Regions from separate parts of the Mus musculus genome. Here region 2 is linked to region 1. A link is a contact called in public HiChIP or PLAC-seq data. All regions are on one chromosome and are shown on one strand. Each heading gives the region's core, a stretch centred on a gene start, on an enhancer-like site or on the middle of the called end of the contact. The rest is flanking DNA. Distances are from core to core; before and after follow the strand shown. Region 1 holds the start of Fbxo4 (F-box protein 4). Region 2 overlaps Oxct1 (3-oxoacid CoA transferase 1).

What was found. HiChIP or PLAC-seq counts read pairs in DNA pulled down with a chosen protein or histone mark.
Region 2: a contact with region 1 is called in an H3K4me3 HiChIP or PLAC-seq map of the SCID.adh cell line, with 14 read pairs. The contact joins the enhancer-like site here to the promoter of Fbxo4 in region 1. A contact is called at or near these places in 1 of 39 promoter capture datasets (macrophages), 2 of 484 Hi-C or Micro-C datasets (the C2C12 cell line and Th1 cells), 3 of 115 datasets of contacts at active chromatin or transcription factors (CD8 T cells, the SCID.adh cell line and bone marrow-derived macrophages) and 2 of 9 other capture datasets (adipose tissue and liver).

Annotation. Positions count from the first base shown.
Region 1 is chr15:3,975,196-3,983,015 of GRCm38.p6, forward strand. Fbxo4 (F-box protein 4) reads right to left here and starts at 4,378. Exons shown (of 7, transcript NM_134099.2): 1 at 4,047-4,378; 2 at 2,567-2,802; 3 at 562-782. The coding sequence starts at 4,229. It overlaps AW549877 (expressed sequence AW549877), which reads right to left. Exons shown (of 6, transcript NM_145930.3): 6 at 6,840-7,820.
Region 2 is chr15:4,080,558-4,088,377 of GRCm38.p6, forward strand. All of the region lies in intron 7 of Oxct1 (3-oxoacid CoA transferase 1), which reads left to right. Among named protein-coding and RNA genes, the nearest start is that of BC037032, 57 kb to the left of the region's middle. Within about 2 kb of position 5,199, at least 44 of the 459 cell types and tissues checked have an H3K27ac peak or open chromatin away from gene starts, as enhancers often do. A contact at or near this core is called in CD8 T cells, the SCID.adh cell line and Th1 cells, where this site is marked.

The sequences.
Region 1 (7,820 bases), core at 3,128-5,627:
TATAGTCTAGTCACCTAGATACTTGTCTGTGTCATCACTTAGATCTATTGGTTTTTGTGGAAGACCCAGATTTGTTCCAAATCTCTGTATATATACAATGAGCAAAGCATATCTTACATTCCATCCCTACTTATGTTAACGATACATTCCCACCTCACCAAGAGGCCACATGCTGTTTCATGGATTTTTTTTTTCTGTACAGGGGAGGTAATGATATAGATCCTTTTTTAAAATCCCAATATATAAAAATTAATTTGCAAATCTATATTCAGTGGTTTTCTTGGTAAATTTCTCTCAGGATAAACATGAGAAATTTTGAAATTTATTTCTGTTGAAATTTATTTTTAACATATAATTAAATTCTAAATTATAACAACTTGAAAAACTAAGAAAAAAGTACTTCTTATACTAATTTTTTTCCCATTTAGTAGGACCGGGGCCCATTCACCAATTTCTATATTTCATTACAAAATTTAATTTTTAAATGTCTCTCTGTTTAACACTAATGTCAAGCTCCAAGTACTATTATGACTATGTATTGTATATTAACATGAAAATTACCATCAATCTGTCTGTGAGGTAAACCAGCAGTTGGGCAAAGGTCCTCAGAAGACATCAAACTCAACACCAAGGATGTGTTCAGTTCTTCCAAACCTGGTCCAAACATAGCAAACCGGGGTTCATTCTGAATGATCAGTGAGTGTAAGAAAGAGGTAACCACTCCATACATAGGACGGCTGGCTTTCAAGGCTCTTCGCGTATATGGACAGCACATTTTATAACTGCATAAAATTGTCACAATTAGAAAATAAAATAGAAAACATTTAACTTGCTGTTCATTTGAGAATATATCATTTACTGAGTCCTCTGTAAGACACAGTAATGTAAAGATTATAGTTTCAACCCTCTCAGTACAGGATAGATACCATTTTAACATGTATGTAGATTGCTGTGACAAGGAAAAACACAGATGCTAGAGAGTGGGGGTGGTCATAAAACTGCGGAACCCTCCCTAAGGAAGACATTATTTACTTTCTTTAATTTAGTTTCTTCCATAAAAGACGTGTTCTAATGTTTGTTTGAATAGTTGAAACTCTTCCTGAGAAAGGTTTTATCCTATAGTCTGTGGCAGTATCTGAACAATTTCATGTTCACATTGGGGAGGAGAAGGCTGTGATAGTAACAGCGACTCAGTAGAACCATAGATGTTAGCACATGTCCTACAACTTCCAGGACAGTCCCCCAAAACTGTTCCAAAATGTCAATAATGCTAAGATTGAGAGCCCCCATAATAAAGATATACTGCAGATACTTAGCGTTAAATCTCAGAAATGTAAAAACATGACTAAAGCCACTATCAAGCTTCATAATCACCCCTTTAGTAGTTTCCACATAAGAGTTGATTCAAAACACTAAATAAAAACACAGGGAGGCCCGACTAGACCTTGCTGAAAATTAGCAAAATAAAATCACGTGACAGAAACCATGATGGCCCAGCAGGTCCAGGGCTTGTTACCAAGCCTGGTGACTGGAATTCAATCCCAGGGACCCACATGGTGGGAGCAGAGACTGGACTCCAAAAGGTTGTCCTCTGACCTCCATCTGTAGCATGTAATATGCGTACCCACCCACATGTACATACAAAAAAAATAAGAGTAATTTTTAAAGAGAAATGCCAGTGGAATTTGAGATTATCTATAGAGATCATATACATTTTGATCTAGTCGTCTCCTGTTATCTGACATGATAACTATTGTCTGGGATGGAGAGATTGAGCAAGAAAGTAGAGGAGGAAATCCTATATGTAGCTACTGAATCAAAGTAAAACCATTCTTAGAGCCAAAGGACAAAGATTCTTTGAATTTGCTTTATTATGATTTAAATGTGGAGTTCACAATAAAGCAAGTTTTACCTATGTACAGTGACATATTCTGAGGGTACACAATAATATTAACCAATTCTTTACACCCTATATTATATGCAAACCATGTAACTTCTCTGGCCCCCTACATCCCTAACACAAAGATAAAGTCTTTAGGTTGGAAAAGGACATACCCAGAGCAGACGCCCATAGAATCCAATATGCAGCATTTGCTCAATAAAAGCAACTTTCTCATGTACATGATACTCAAGAAACTTGGAGGCTTTCAGGCAGTTAAATAATAATAATAATAAAAAGTATTTCATGTAGTCTTAAAAACAGTCTTCTTCCCCATCAAAAAGAACTGTTTCCTGATCTTTGGAAATTCTTCCTCTGAGTATGAATATGCATATACAATTTAACATAATGGAAAGTACTACAAATATTATGAGAAGTTTAAGAAAATTTTTTTTCTTGTCTACCATACCAGATATAATTAATCAAATACTGGTTAGTCACCACAGGAAAATAACAAAAGATTAAAGCTCTAAGGGACCTATGAAAAAAAGTCAATTAGCTCAAGGCCTAATTTTAACAAGGGGCATTCAGACAAATCCTATGCAGCAAGCTAACGTCAGGGTCAGAACTAATGTGCACTATTTAGAGTTTAGTATCTCTTGTCAATTCTCAGAAATAGATACTTACACCTCCATGTAATCAAGACAAGTGCTGTCGGTGACCTCAGATATTGGCTTTTTTAAGATCTCTAGATCTGGAAGTGACTTCCAATCAACCGAAGACCAAGAAGGGAGATCCCGCAACAGAAAGTATCTCCAGAGAATTGGGTCTCTTATAGTTTTGTTCCAGTAATGATCTGTACTTCCCAGCTGGCACAGATCGTGGGGTGAAAGAAACGACAAGATATACAACTGCACATCAACCTGAAAGAGAGGCAAGCAGCATGAAAGAAAGAGGTCATCTGTCTGGGGCAACTGTTTGCGGTGGCCTAATCAGTAAAGAATCATTGTACTGAAGGTCGCCTGAATGACTGGTTCTTTAAAATACATAAGTCTATCTTAACATCCCTCCACCAATAGAAAATTCAAAACTAAACATTTTCATCCCTAACACACCTGAAATGTTGCAAACTCAAGCTCTGCCTTTCTATTTTTCAAGCAAAGTAACCAGTTCCTTTCATTTCTTTCCATGAGTATGTTGATGTACCAGTTACTAATTTGTTCTTCAAAAATAAATGAGTGTCAAGTGGAGATTTTTTTCAAGCTGGAGAGATGGCTCAGAGGTTAAGAGCACTGGCTGCTCTTCCAGAGGTCCTGAGTTCTATTCCCAGCAACCACATGGTGGCTCACAACCATCTGTAATTTGGATCCAGTGCCCTCTTCTGGTGTGTCAGTGACAGTGTACTCACATATACATAAAATAAATAAATAAATAAATCTAAAAAAACAAAGTGGCGGTTTTTCTGATTTTATCACTAGATCAAATGAAAGCATGTGAACCTGTCATTTGAATTTCTCTCTATAGAGTATTAATCAGGTTCCGAGGACACCTGAGAGAAGCTTGGAGGTAACCTAAGCCTGTGGCTTTCATTTAGAGTGAATGTCAGTGGGATGTACTAATAACCCAACTGAGATAAAGGAATTGTCATCAACAATGTATAATCTATTTATTTATTTATTTATTTATTTATTTATTTATTTATTTTATCTTTCTCTGAAACTTTAAATTGCATGCATCCTCTTTGCAGCCTGACCTAACTTGAGGTACTTGTAACTTTACTGGTTTCAATTATGTGGCAGTTTTGTTGCTTTGGATATGTCAGAGTTGCTTGCTCTAGGCGACCCCCCCCCCCCCCTAACTGGAATACATTGACTAGGGATTAAAATGTGCAGAAGAAAGACACTGGAATGCCTTCCAAGCTAACCCACTTCCTTCATCAGATTTCCAGACATCCAAATAGGATGACTGACAACCTGTGGGTGATCTCGCTGGTCATTAGTGAGTGTTGTAGTGCGACCTTGGTTGGCAGGGGGATACCAAGAGTTACCATCAAGGCAATCCTGGCCACTTCACTTCCAGGCGAGCACACACCCGGAAGTGGCTGCCCTGCCGGCCCAGGCCCCCGGCCTGCGGCGGTCTCTGTGCGCGGCCTGCGGCCTCGGCTCACCGGCAGCCGCGTCAGCGCGCTCGTCTCCTCCGCCGCCTCCTTCCGGGAGGCCGTCGGCGTCGCCCGCTCCTTGGCCACCGAATACCAGAAGGTCCTCCAGCCGCTCAGGATGGCTGCCTCCAGGCGGCCCCAGTCGCTGGCGGGCGGCGGGGAGCCGGCTCCGCGGGGCTCGCTTCCAGCCATGGTCGCAGGCTCCGCGCGACACCGCGGGGCGCACGGGCTCCCCAGCCGCTCGGCCTCCGCCTCCGCCCCGCTGGTACGACCCGGGCTGGTCGGTTGGGCAGGGCTCCAGGCCGAGGTGGCCCGGAATGACTCACCCCGTTAGCCCAAACCCTCCCACACTACACATCCTCCGGGTCCCTCCCTGCCTCTGTGCGTCACCACAAGGACCTGGGAGCTAGGGCTTGTTGAACAGCCACCCTTTTTCTGAAATCTTGCTTCCCCTTAAGCGTTAGATATTAAGTAGGCTGTATGTGTGCTTCTGTGTTTTGGAATCAGCAATCTACCACTTGGAGTTGAGCAAAAACTGAGCCCGTGGAGGCTATCAGGAGCCTTATGTGTTATTAAAGATAACCTTGGCTGACTAGAACATCGTGCTGTGGAGAAACTATTGTAGATGGGAAGCCAAAACTGCCTCAAGCGTAGCTCTTTTAATATTAACTTCAATCTGGTTTTGGTCTAACCTCATGAGGTTGGGTGAAACTTGTAAGCTTTGCTTAAAATTTTATTTAACTACATGTATGTGGATATATGCATGAGCACTCAGGTTCCAGCAGAGGCCACAGGCATCACAAACCCTGGAACTGGAAACCACACCCTTGAGAGCCACCTACTCAGGCCCTCTGAAAGAACAGTACATTCTTATAACTGCTGAACCATCTCTCAAACACCTGCCCCCTTTACCGATTTTAAAGTAAATAATGTTGTAACATCTGAAAGCCAGGCAAGATGTAGCCAATTTTATCTAGGCTGTGTACATAATGCCCTCATCAGCGTAGGTGGTATATGTATTTGATGTATGGTCTTTGTTTTGTGGCTATAATAGTTCTTGCAACTGCTTCCACAACTTGGTGTGCCAACCTGAATCCAATCTCTGGCCATGGCCACTCACATTTTGCTTGCATTTACTTCCTCAAACTCCATTATTAGGTATTTTCTACCAAAATGGTGAGTTTAAGCCCACGACAAAAATGTACATACACTAAAAAATTGTTCAATCAATGATCTATCATAAAAGGTCAGAAGAAAATTTGATAGGAAAGAAAAGCCTGGATGTGGTACTATTAAAAGCCATTAGTGAATTTTTAATCTTCCAAAAGTGATGTCTATTCTAGTAACTTTAATCATAATCAAAAAGAAATTTAAGAAATGAGAGGTAGGCTATATAACAAAATATTATATAGCACTGGATATAGTTTTAGGAAAGACACAAATACCTATTTGGTAGCAGGTTATCAGTCTCTTTAAAGTAGATTACCTCACTTAATCTAATCCCCAAACCCATTCCACATCTAGACTTCATCACGGGAATACTTCGGATTTAGTAGTCACGTGTTAAATTCTTTAAAATCTTTTAGAATAATCTAGTAAGGATCACCACGTTATAACCTGAGGTGTAAACCTTGTTCTGGAGAACATGGAAGATGGGCGGAGCCCACATAATCTATCTCAAAATCACTGTCAACCTTTAACCACTTACTATTCCAAGATGGTTTGTTTGTGTTTTGCTTTGTTTTTTGTTTTTTGGGAAAACAGTTAAATTTTATCATCTATATACAACTGGTTTAATATCAATTGTCAAAACATTCTACATCTAGTCCATAGGATATTTAAAAATTAATACCATTTTACAATCTTCGAAGTAGAAGGCAAAGGCCACATCTTTTAAAAACACGCTAGGCTACAGGAAATAGTTGCTAGTATATAAATATGAAAGTAACACAGCAATAGCTGCATGTAACAGTACATAATGCTCAGTAGTGGACCCTAGACACTTTTCACAAGGGCCCTTCATTCAAAATGCAGTACCTGAAGCTCCAAATGAAAAGTAACAGACATTCAATAAAGCTGGAAGCTGGGCAACTGAGGGTCTGTCAGAGCATACATTTAAAAATGATTATTCTTTCCTATGACATTGCTCAGCAATGAGTAGGTCAACCACTTGCTCAGATTATCAGGACAAGGGGAAAGACTTATGAATTAATTACTTATATGGCCTTTCTCCTCTCTAAACTGTGTTTTGTATTCAGAGAAAGAAAATTAGCATAAGTCATTTTAAGTATGAAGAAATGAAAATGCCACTGCTTTTATATTACAAGGAAATGTGACTTATCTACTGAGCGAGGAAGAAATCAGCTTCATTATAGAATTGTTAAAACATGGCTCAGTACTAAGAGCTCCTCCTGCTTTTGCAGAGGATAGGAGTTGGGAGTCCCTCGCACCATCAGGTAACTTATAACCATCTCTAATTCCAATTCCAGGGGATCTGAGACTCTAGCCTCCACGGGCATGGGCCACATGCACCCACATGCACACACACACACACAATTTATACATACTTAAAAATAATTAAAAATATATACTATTTAAAGACAGAAAGACTTAGCAATTGACACAGTTCCAGTTAGGAAATGACAGGGTTGTGATTTACCTCAGGCCTTCTAGTTCAAGAACTCACAATCTGAATCATTATGCTACTCTCTTTGAAAGTTACTAGGACCAGAAAGAAGGTATTCATAAATTAGGACAGAAAAGTGATGCAAGAATAAAATATAAAAGAAAGTAAGAAACAAGTAGGGGGGTTTCGTTTTATTTTATTAAGTATATGTTCCAAAACACTGTAGCTGGAACATGTCACTAAAATTTGCAAAAACAAAACTAGGAAACACCGGCATAGTACATAATGAATACTTTTAATCCTGGCTATCTTAAGCTTATGTAGACATAATACTTTTATAATCTATTTCCTTTTATAGTAAATGAATGAAGGGTAAGTAATACTAGAGGACTATTGAATCCTGGACTCTGTGACAGATGAAATATCCTCATGGAGTTATAAAGGGGCCCCAGGAGACAAGCAATCTACAAGCAGACCAAGTTAGTAGCGGTGGGTATTTAAAATGTCATGAAGATAACTGGAAAACACCTTCAGACACAGTTCATACTTTAATGAACATCACAAGACTGAGCACAAGATTGTGAGGCTGGGAATGTATCTTTTATGGTGGCCTCTTAGTCATGACTTTCACCTTTTTCCACTGTAAGCAAAGGATAAGGGGATGTCATGATATGTGACTTAACATGAAATAATGCACAGCAGCCAGACAGCCTATAAACATAGCAAGAGAGACAGGCTCTTAAATCAAGTCTTAAAGTCTACTCCACATCAGAAAACTCACACTGAGTAAAGAGTGATAAACGTTTAAGGATTGTGGGAAAATCCTGTAACATTTTACATTTAATCAACAGCAGAGAATTCAAACCGAAGATAAATTTTCACTAGACGCAGGAAAGCAAAAGCTACCAAACACCAGCATGATATAATACATACGCTGTGTCTATATTAAGTACCTCTTACTGTAATGTTTCCATACAATGCTACTTCATACTGTGTTTAAAATAATAGGGAAGTAATACTAAAGACAGTACAGAGTTTTGGTTTCTGTGGAAAGATGTAATAACCGTATAGAAGATAGAAAAGGGAACTGGGCGGTGGACAGAAAACCACCTCAAGTGAATAAAGAACCCAAGACCTTTAGGCTGTAGGCATCAGAA
Region 2 (7,820 bases), core at 3,949-6,448, 110 kb after region 1:
TGTATTGACACCATTTATTTTGGTTGTTTGCTAGTTGGTTGGTTTTCAGGCTAGCCTGGGATACACCACATTGCTGAGGAGGCCCACTACCTCTGACTGTCTTTCAATCTCAGCTTCTCAAGTGCTAGGATGTATGTGGGTGCCACCACACCACGTCTACTTATATCAACCAGCCATACCTACTTTTCTTTAGTGGAGAAATTGGAGGGAGGAAAGAAAGAGAGAGAAATATTGTAATTAGATGTTATAATCTATTTTTTTAAAAATAAGGCTTTAATGTAAATACCCTGTTGAGTTTCAGGGATGAGCTGCACATGTCAGGTAGACAGAGTTAAAATCTTCTTGCTTTCTCTTGTATGTTGTTATTGCTTATGGTTAAAGTCTGGAGCCAAGCAGTGATCTTTGGAAAAGCTCATCGTATGGTTCTTCTGCTCTTATTAAGGCACAGGCAGTTTGATCTTAATGCTCAAGTCATAATGGGGAATGTGATGAATGTGAATAGATCGCTCCGGGGCTGAATGCTATAGTTTTAGACACGGGGAGGGAAAAGGCCATTTTGTTCTGAGGTTTGTTGACTTTTGCATTTTATGGGCTCCCTCACACTAAATCAGGAAAGCCAAACAGGTTGAAAGTTCCTTACTGAAATGACCCGGGGCTGCATTGTCCTAGCTGCTACAGAGAAAGTGAAGAGTGGAGAGCACTAGAGGAGGAAGGGAGGTGAAAACTCTGCTTCACCGAGACCACTGAGTGACCTCATGTGCAGCAATCATGCAGTCACGCACAAACTGGACTCAAGCTGCGCTGTTCAGGCTTAGCAACATCTCCTGTGCTCTCAGGTGCTAGCATTTAGTTCCGTTCCACTGTTTACCTTATGGGATACTTTGTGTTCCTAGATTATTTTTAAAAAGCTCCAAGGATGATTAATAGCTCCAAATGGAAGGGGAAGTCTTTGAGAGTAACCATTCAAAGTTTTGGTTTGAACTGTTAAGTTTCATTTGGCAACACCACAACTCCAGTCTGTGGGTAGAAAACTTCATAGGTTTTAATTGTCCAGTGTGTGTAACTGTCCTCACTGAGAGCTGTCCTCATTTTCATTCTGTTAATTATACCATGTCCCTCGGACTTTCCTGAAGTCTGTGATAATGATGTAATTTCTTCTTACTATTATCGACTAGTGTTTTGGATGAAAATGTTAGAACTATTTGATTCCTTTGGTTAGATGTACTCCGTTTAATTATTTCTCCAGATTTGATAAAAACTTAATAAGTTTTCATGTGGAAAACAAAGGGCAAGTAGAAATTGGACTTTGGGAATGCGCTTACATCCTACGAAAGTGCACGTTGTGAATTATTTATTTATTTATTTTTGGTCAGATAGTTTGTGAGCAAAATACCAGACTAGGCCACACTAGGATGTTTGGACTTGTTATTAGTGATGGTGAAGATGAAAAGTAATATTTATAAACTATGTTTACATTTTAAAAAACAGTAATTACAAATTACAAAAGAAGCCATTGGGCTGTTCCCTGGTAATATTCCTACTTTGGGGGTAAATATGTTCTATTGATTATGCTGTCAGCCATAGATTTAACAGGCTGAGTTATTTTCAGCAAAACTCTAAAAAGGGTTTCTCATTTTTATGCATGGTCCACAGTCTTCATGATTCATATATCTTAGTTAGGGTTTTACGGCTGTGAACAGACACCACGACCAAGGCAACTCTTATAAGAACAACATTTAATTGGGGCTGTCTTACAGTTTCAGAGGTTCAGTCCTTCATCATCAAGGCAGGAACATGGCAGCATTCAGGCAGGTTTGTGCAGGAGGAGCTGAGAGTTGTACATCTTTATCTGAAGCCTGCTAGCAGAATACTGCTTCTAGGCAGTTAGGATGAGGGTCTTATAGCCTACACCCACAGTGACACAACTACTTTAACAAGGCCACACCTTTTAATAGTGGCACTTCCTGGGCAAAGCATAATGAGAAACAAGAGGCTGAAGGTTGGCTAGCGAGTGGTGAGAAAGAATCCGCACTTCTGGACGGGGATGTCTTTGTGGTCTTTATGCTTATGGTTCACTAAGCCCTTTTCTTATGTTTTCAATAAACACTGCCATTATTCTAAGAATAAGAGGCTCAGGCATCATTTTGTGGTATTAGATTTAATTCCTGTTGAACTTCATTCTCATAGTTACCAGCCTACCTGATTTATAAACCAGTAGACACTATTTTTATTATTAGCTGTACTTTCTGGCTCTGTATCATTCTCTAACACAATAAGCATAATCTTATTTTTACTTATTTTGTTTCAGATGTTACGTAAAGCAGCTTATATATACCTAGAAAATGTGCAGGATAGCACCAGTTCATAGTGGGCTACAAGGAGTTGGAGGTTGGGCATGCGTAGCGAATGATGCTAAAGAGCAACTGTGACTGAGCGATAGGATGTTAAATAAAAAATGCAAGTGATTACTATTATAGCTAATCGTACATAGGATGTAAAAGAAAATGCAATGATTAGGCCAAGCACAAATGTTATTGCTATGGTATCCAGGTGGAACTTTTCTAGCTACCCTCTTTCCACCTCAAGTTTTTGACAATCCCCTCCTCTCCCAACCCACAAAGACATCCCCATCTAGAAGTGCAGATTCTTGTTTCTCCGCTCCAGGCTACTCTAAAGTGCAGCAGTAACCTGCTGGCATGCACTCGCCTCTTCAGTGATAGCAGAGACTCTCCAGACATTACCACACGATTCTACACTGTACCCTCTCTTTTAGAAATTACCACATTATTTTACACTGTACTCCCTCTTATAGAAGTCCACGTTGAAATGAGGGTCAAGGGGCAGAGAGGTAAAGGGACCGGCATGAGGTCAGACTGTAGGGAGAGATGCAGTAAGGACCCCAAAGCCATTGTTTCTCTCCTTGTTTTTCACGATTGACTTTGTTTACAGATAATTTTATATGTGTATATGATGTATTCTATTCTCACTCATCTTCTGCCTCTTACTTCACTCCCCTCTCCATCATGCCCACTCCATCCCAGCCACTCCATCCCAGCCACTCCATCCCAGCCACTCCATCCCAGCCACTCCATCCCAGCCACTCCATCCCAGCCACTCCCCTTTCAGATTCATGACCTTTGTTTTGGCTAGGGACCCATATAGTTTACATGGGCATCTGCATTAGCAATCAGAGACACAAGACAACAGTGTTGTGTGCACTGAGTCTGCAACAGTGGGCCTGTCCTCACTCAGACGTGTGGAAAACCTGTTCTAACTCCTGAACTATTTGCTATCACTAAATTTAGGATGAAAGTTTGCTGCCTTTAGTTGTGTACCTACTGGTGAACCATCCAAGTTCCAATGGATAGCTCCAATCCAAGGGACCTATTTTGATTGCACTGAAAAACAACTTGGCTGTAAAAACATAAAGTCTGACTCTCCAACTATGGTATTAAGATATGGGTTTACTCTGGTGATAAACTATTCTTGGTCATTTTAAAAAAGTGGTTTGGTTCCCTACGTTTGGTTTTTCTAGCTCACACTTTTAGAAACTGTTCAGAGGCATAAACCTGAGACTATTTTCTTTGATAGAGGCAGGAGTCTGCCTGCTCGGAATCGTTGCTTGCTTGCTTGCTTGCTTTAATAGAGGCAGGAGTCTGCCTGCTCGGAATCGTTGCTTGCTTGCTTGCTTTAATAGAGGCAGGACTCTGCCTGCTCGGAATCGTTGCTTGCTTGCTTGCTCTTTCACGGTAACATGGACCTCCCTAACTTCACTTAAGACCTTGACATAGATGTTTTCAGGACAGAACCAAAGACTAGGAACCTTTCAAGCAGAGGTTTCTCTCCCATAGGAAGAGGTTAAAGAACTAAAATTGTGTGTGTGTGTGTGTGTGTGTGTGTGTGTGTACCAACTGCAGCTTACATTTGATTGTTAAAGAAGAGCATTCCCTCCTGAAATTTAAACCAAAGAAAAACTATAGCACCATCATTCTAAGGATCTGTAAGGCCCTCAAATATTTGTGTTTTTTTTTCTTTTCTTCTTCTTTTCCTCCTTCTCCTCTCCCTCTTTCTCCCCCTGCCCCCTGCTCTGAATCTCTGAATCAGGGTTTCACTATGTAGCCTTTGCAGATTTATAACTGGCTATATAGACCAGGCTGGACTTGAACTCACAGAGATCCACATGCCTCTGTGTCCTAAGAGCTGAGAATAAAGGTGGCTGCTACCACACCCACTTTCACTTTTAAATTTAAACAATGACTTATGTATTTTTATGTGTATGGATATTTTGCTTGTATGTTGTGTTTGTGCACCGTGAGCGTATGGAGGCCAGAAGAGGATGTCAGATCACTCAGCATTGGACTTAGAGACACTTGGGAGTTGACATGTAGGATTAGCTGTAGAATCTTGGGTTCTCTTAACTGCTGGGTATCTCTCCAGCGTTTCTGGTTTCTTTTTTTTTTTTTTTTAATTGCTTGTTGCCAGGTCTGGCATGACTGTGTAAGAGGAGGTGTGACACAGTTCCTGTCCCTGAGTATTGATTCCCATGTTCCCCACATGTGCTGATGACTGCTGTTGGCCTGAAATTGATCTACTGTCTTTTCTGTTTACTTTCTATCTCTTTTTCTGGACAATACACTTCCCCCCATTACTCAGAACCAATCACTGCATAGTAAATGAAACAGATGCAGTTCTCAGGAATGAGGAATGGAGGTGGCCGTGAGGCTATGGAGGACAAGGAACAGATCTTCTGTTTGGCCTTCAGGGCCATGGGAAAGGATCTAGACATCGTAACAACAGAGGCCTTAAAGGCCTAAAGAGTCCTTTGTAGAAATTGCTCATTGATAGACTCGGCCTTGAACTTGGAATTATGAGGAGATACAAATACCACCCAGTCCAATGACTGCTGTGTTAATTAGCCACAGTGAACTTGGGGACATCAAAGAGAGAGAGTTAACCTGGTCTCAAGAAGAAAAGACATGGATAGGAAAAGAAGGAATCTATAAAATACAAGCAAATGATATGTGAGTTTATCATGTAGAAGAAAAGCTTATAAATGAGCTAAAACCAAATAGTATTAGAGAGTACATGAGGCAATGGAGTTGCTTTACTTGCATACATTTTAAAGCCTTGTAAGAAATTGTTTCAACCTGAGTAGTCTGTCGCCTTTCTGTTCTTACATGAAAGTAGTTACTAAAGACAGCTGCCTGCTGTACCAGGAAACCGCAAGAGCTGTGCCCAGCTACCGGTGAAGAGCAGGCTGTGTGAAACCTATAAGGAAATGTACTTTTGCTTTGTGTTTAGTCTCTGAAGGAACCGGGGCTTGGGACTGTTGATCCGGGACTCAGAGATTTTATGTAAATTTAAGAATTTCTAAAAACGTATTAACTATGATCAAAGCCTTAATGATGGAGCTTTAGTAAATAAAAGACTGGGTTCAGGCTCTCTGATTGGGGGAAGGCAAAAGAATAGAAAGAAGAAGAAGGAAGAATGATGAGAATTCTTGGGCAAGAGAGAGAGAGAACTTGAACTGACAGCTTGCATCCACTACTGACTCCAGGTCGTTATTGAATCAGCATGGCTCCCATCACCCCCTTCCCCAGCCCCCAGGCCTCTCCTGATGCTGAGGCTGGACCTTGGCAGCTTGCCATCTCTCTTCACACCAGAGTAAGCTTCCTGCTCACTTCCTTGCTGAGCCTCACCGGTGCGTAATTTGTATTTGCTGGTGAATGGATGAAACCTGTCTCACATCTCCCCACTAAATCTGTAACGCTCCTCCCATAAGTGGCTTGATCTGGTGCTGTGTGAAACCACACAATGTGTTCTTTCCTGACTTTCCTATGAGCTAGCTGATCACAGACAAGTAGAATTTATTTTGCATGGTGTGAACTGGAGGAAGATTGTGTATTGTCCAGTTACACCTGCCCCTTCTTTATGCCGCATACACACCAACTGTCAAGCCATTGGCATACGCTGTTGTGGGTGGACCCTCAACCTGAAAAGGAGTGCTCTTGTGTCTCTTCATCTGCTGACATTGCCACTGTTTGTCTCTTGGTGGCAATTCCATGATTGTCTATTCAGGCTTTTAAAGAATACTGGGAAATAATATGTTGAAGTCTAGAATTAGTTCAGAAAATCAATATTTTGTCTTAGAATTTGGCTCTTCCTAAAAAAAAAGTTAGCATTGTCTTTTTCTTCCTATGACAGAAATAGAGGCAGGAAGAAATTGAGCTTCTCGGTTTCCTTTGTCTTCTGTCCAGGCAGAGAATGTTGTCATTCCTAATGCAGCTACAGCAATAGCAGCAGCGTTTTTTGTTTGTTTGTTTGTTTGTTTTTTCATTTTATTTTTTAAGTCAGAGCCTGTTTTCATTGGACACTGTAGAGTGTCCTTTGGCATGAGATCACACCTGCCAGGTTTCAGAGACGGCTTTGCCATCATATTCCCTACTGTCTCTAATGGTGTCTGAAGAAACAAGTATAATTAACACGTCGGTGGCTCCTTAGCTCTTTTGTTGCTGTGTATTTCTGTGAAGATGTCCATATGCATTTTTGTTCGTGGTCCCTTAAGCTCCCATGTTACTGTCTCATACGTTTTAACTGGCCGAGTTCTTCCTTAGCATGGGGTATCTTAGTCAGGGTTTCTATTCCTGCACAAAACATCATGGCCAAGAAGCAAGTTGGGGAGGAAAGGGTTTATTCAGCTTACACTTCCACATTGCTGTTCATCACCAAAGGAAGTCAGGACTGGAACTCAAGCAGAACCTAATGCAGAGGCCATGGAGGGATGTTACTTACTGGCTTGCATCCCCTGGCTTGCTCAGCTTGCTTTCTTATAGAACCTAAGACTACCAGCCCAGGGATGGCACCACCCACAAGGAGCCTCCCTCCTTGATCACCAATTTGACCAGCCTGTGTCAAGTTGACAGACAAAACCAGCCAGTACATAGGGCTTTAAGTAGGACGTCATCCTCTGTTGTGTTTCTTTTGTCCCTTTGTATTTTTCTGAAAGATAAATATTTCTCCACAGTTGCTCTTCCTCCTCTCCTTCTGTGGGCACGTGTAGCATCACCCACAGACTTGGACCATTGCCTGGCAAAGGAAGTGTGTTCCTCCCATCCCTCTGTGAAAGTTGGGAAACAAGTGTGGTTGGGAGCCTTTTCCCACCGCTGCAGACTTCCGCAGGTGTTCAGCCCTTAGCACAAACAGCTTCTAGGGTCAGGCTCATGTTTATGGATGTAACAAACTGAGGTGATCATTTAAAAAAAAAAGGGTCTCCTCATAGCTCCTCTGTTATATGTAAGATGTTTTCCACGAAATACAAAAACACTGTCATCTGGAATAAATAGGTATCTTTCTCCGGGCTTTAAAATAAAACTTTTCAGACTTTGAAAGTAGGAAGGTGCAAGGCAGAGAGAGTAAACCTTTAAAAACAAAGTTCAAATCAATAACGATTAGTATTTCCTAGCGTCTATTTTCCCCACTGATGACTGAAGGAAGACAAATACTAATTAGAGAAGCCTCAAGTGCGTGGACTCTGAGCAGTACCAGATGGGGCTGTGTGACAGCTGTTCACAGGGCCCGGCGTCTGCAAGCAACGCCCTCCCACAGAAATCACGAATAGCTACCCAAAGAGAGGAATTATTAGAATTTCATGGTGCTTCTGCTTTTCATGGGTCTACACACAGTAGTGTTAAAAAGCAATACTAATTGCCCTGAATTGATCAATGCAGTATGCAAGTGTCCAAATATCTACCATGTTTTGTGATCACTAGTTTACAAAGAAAGAAAAAAAGCAAAATGATGTAGTTATGTTGAAGCATATA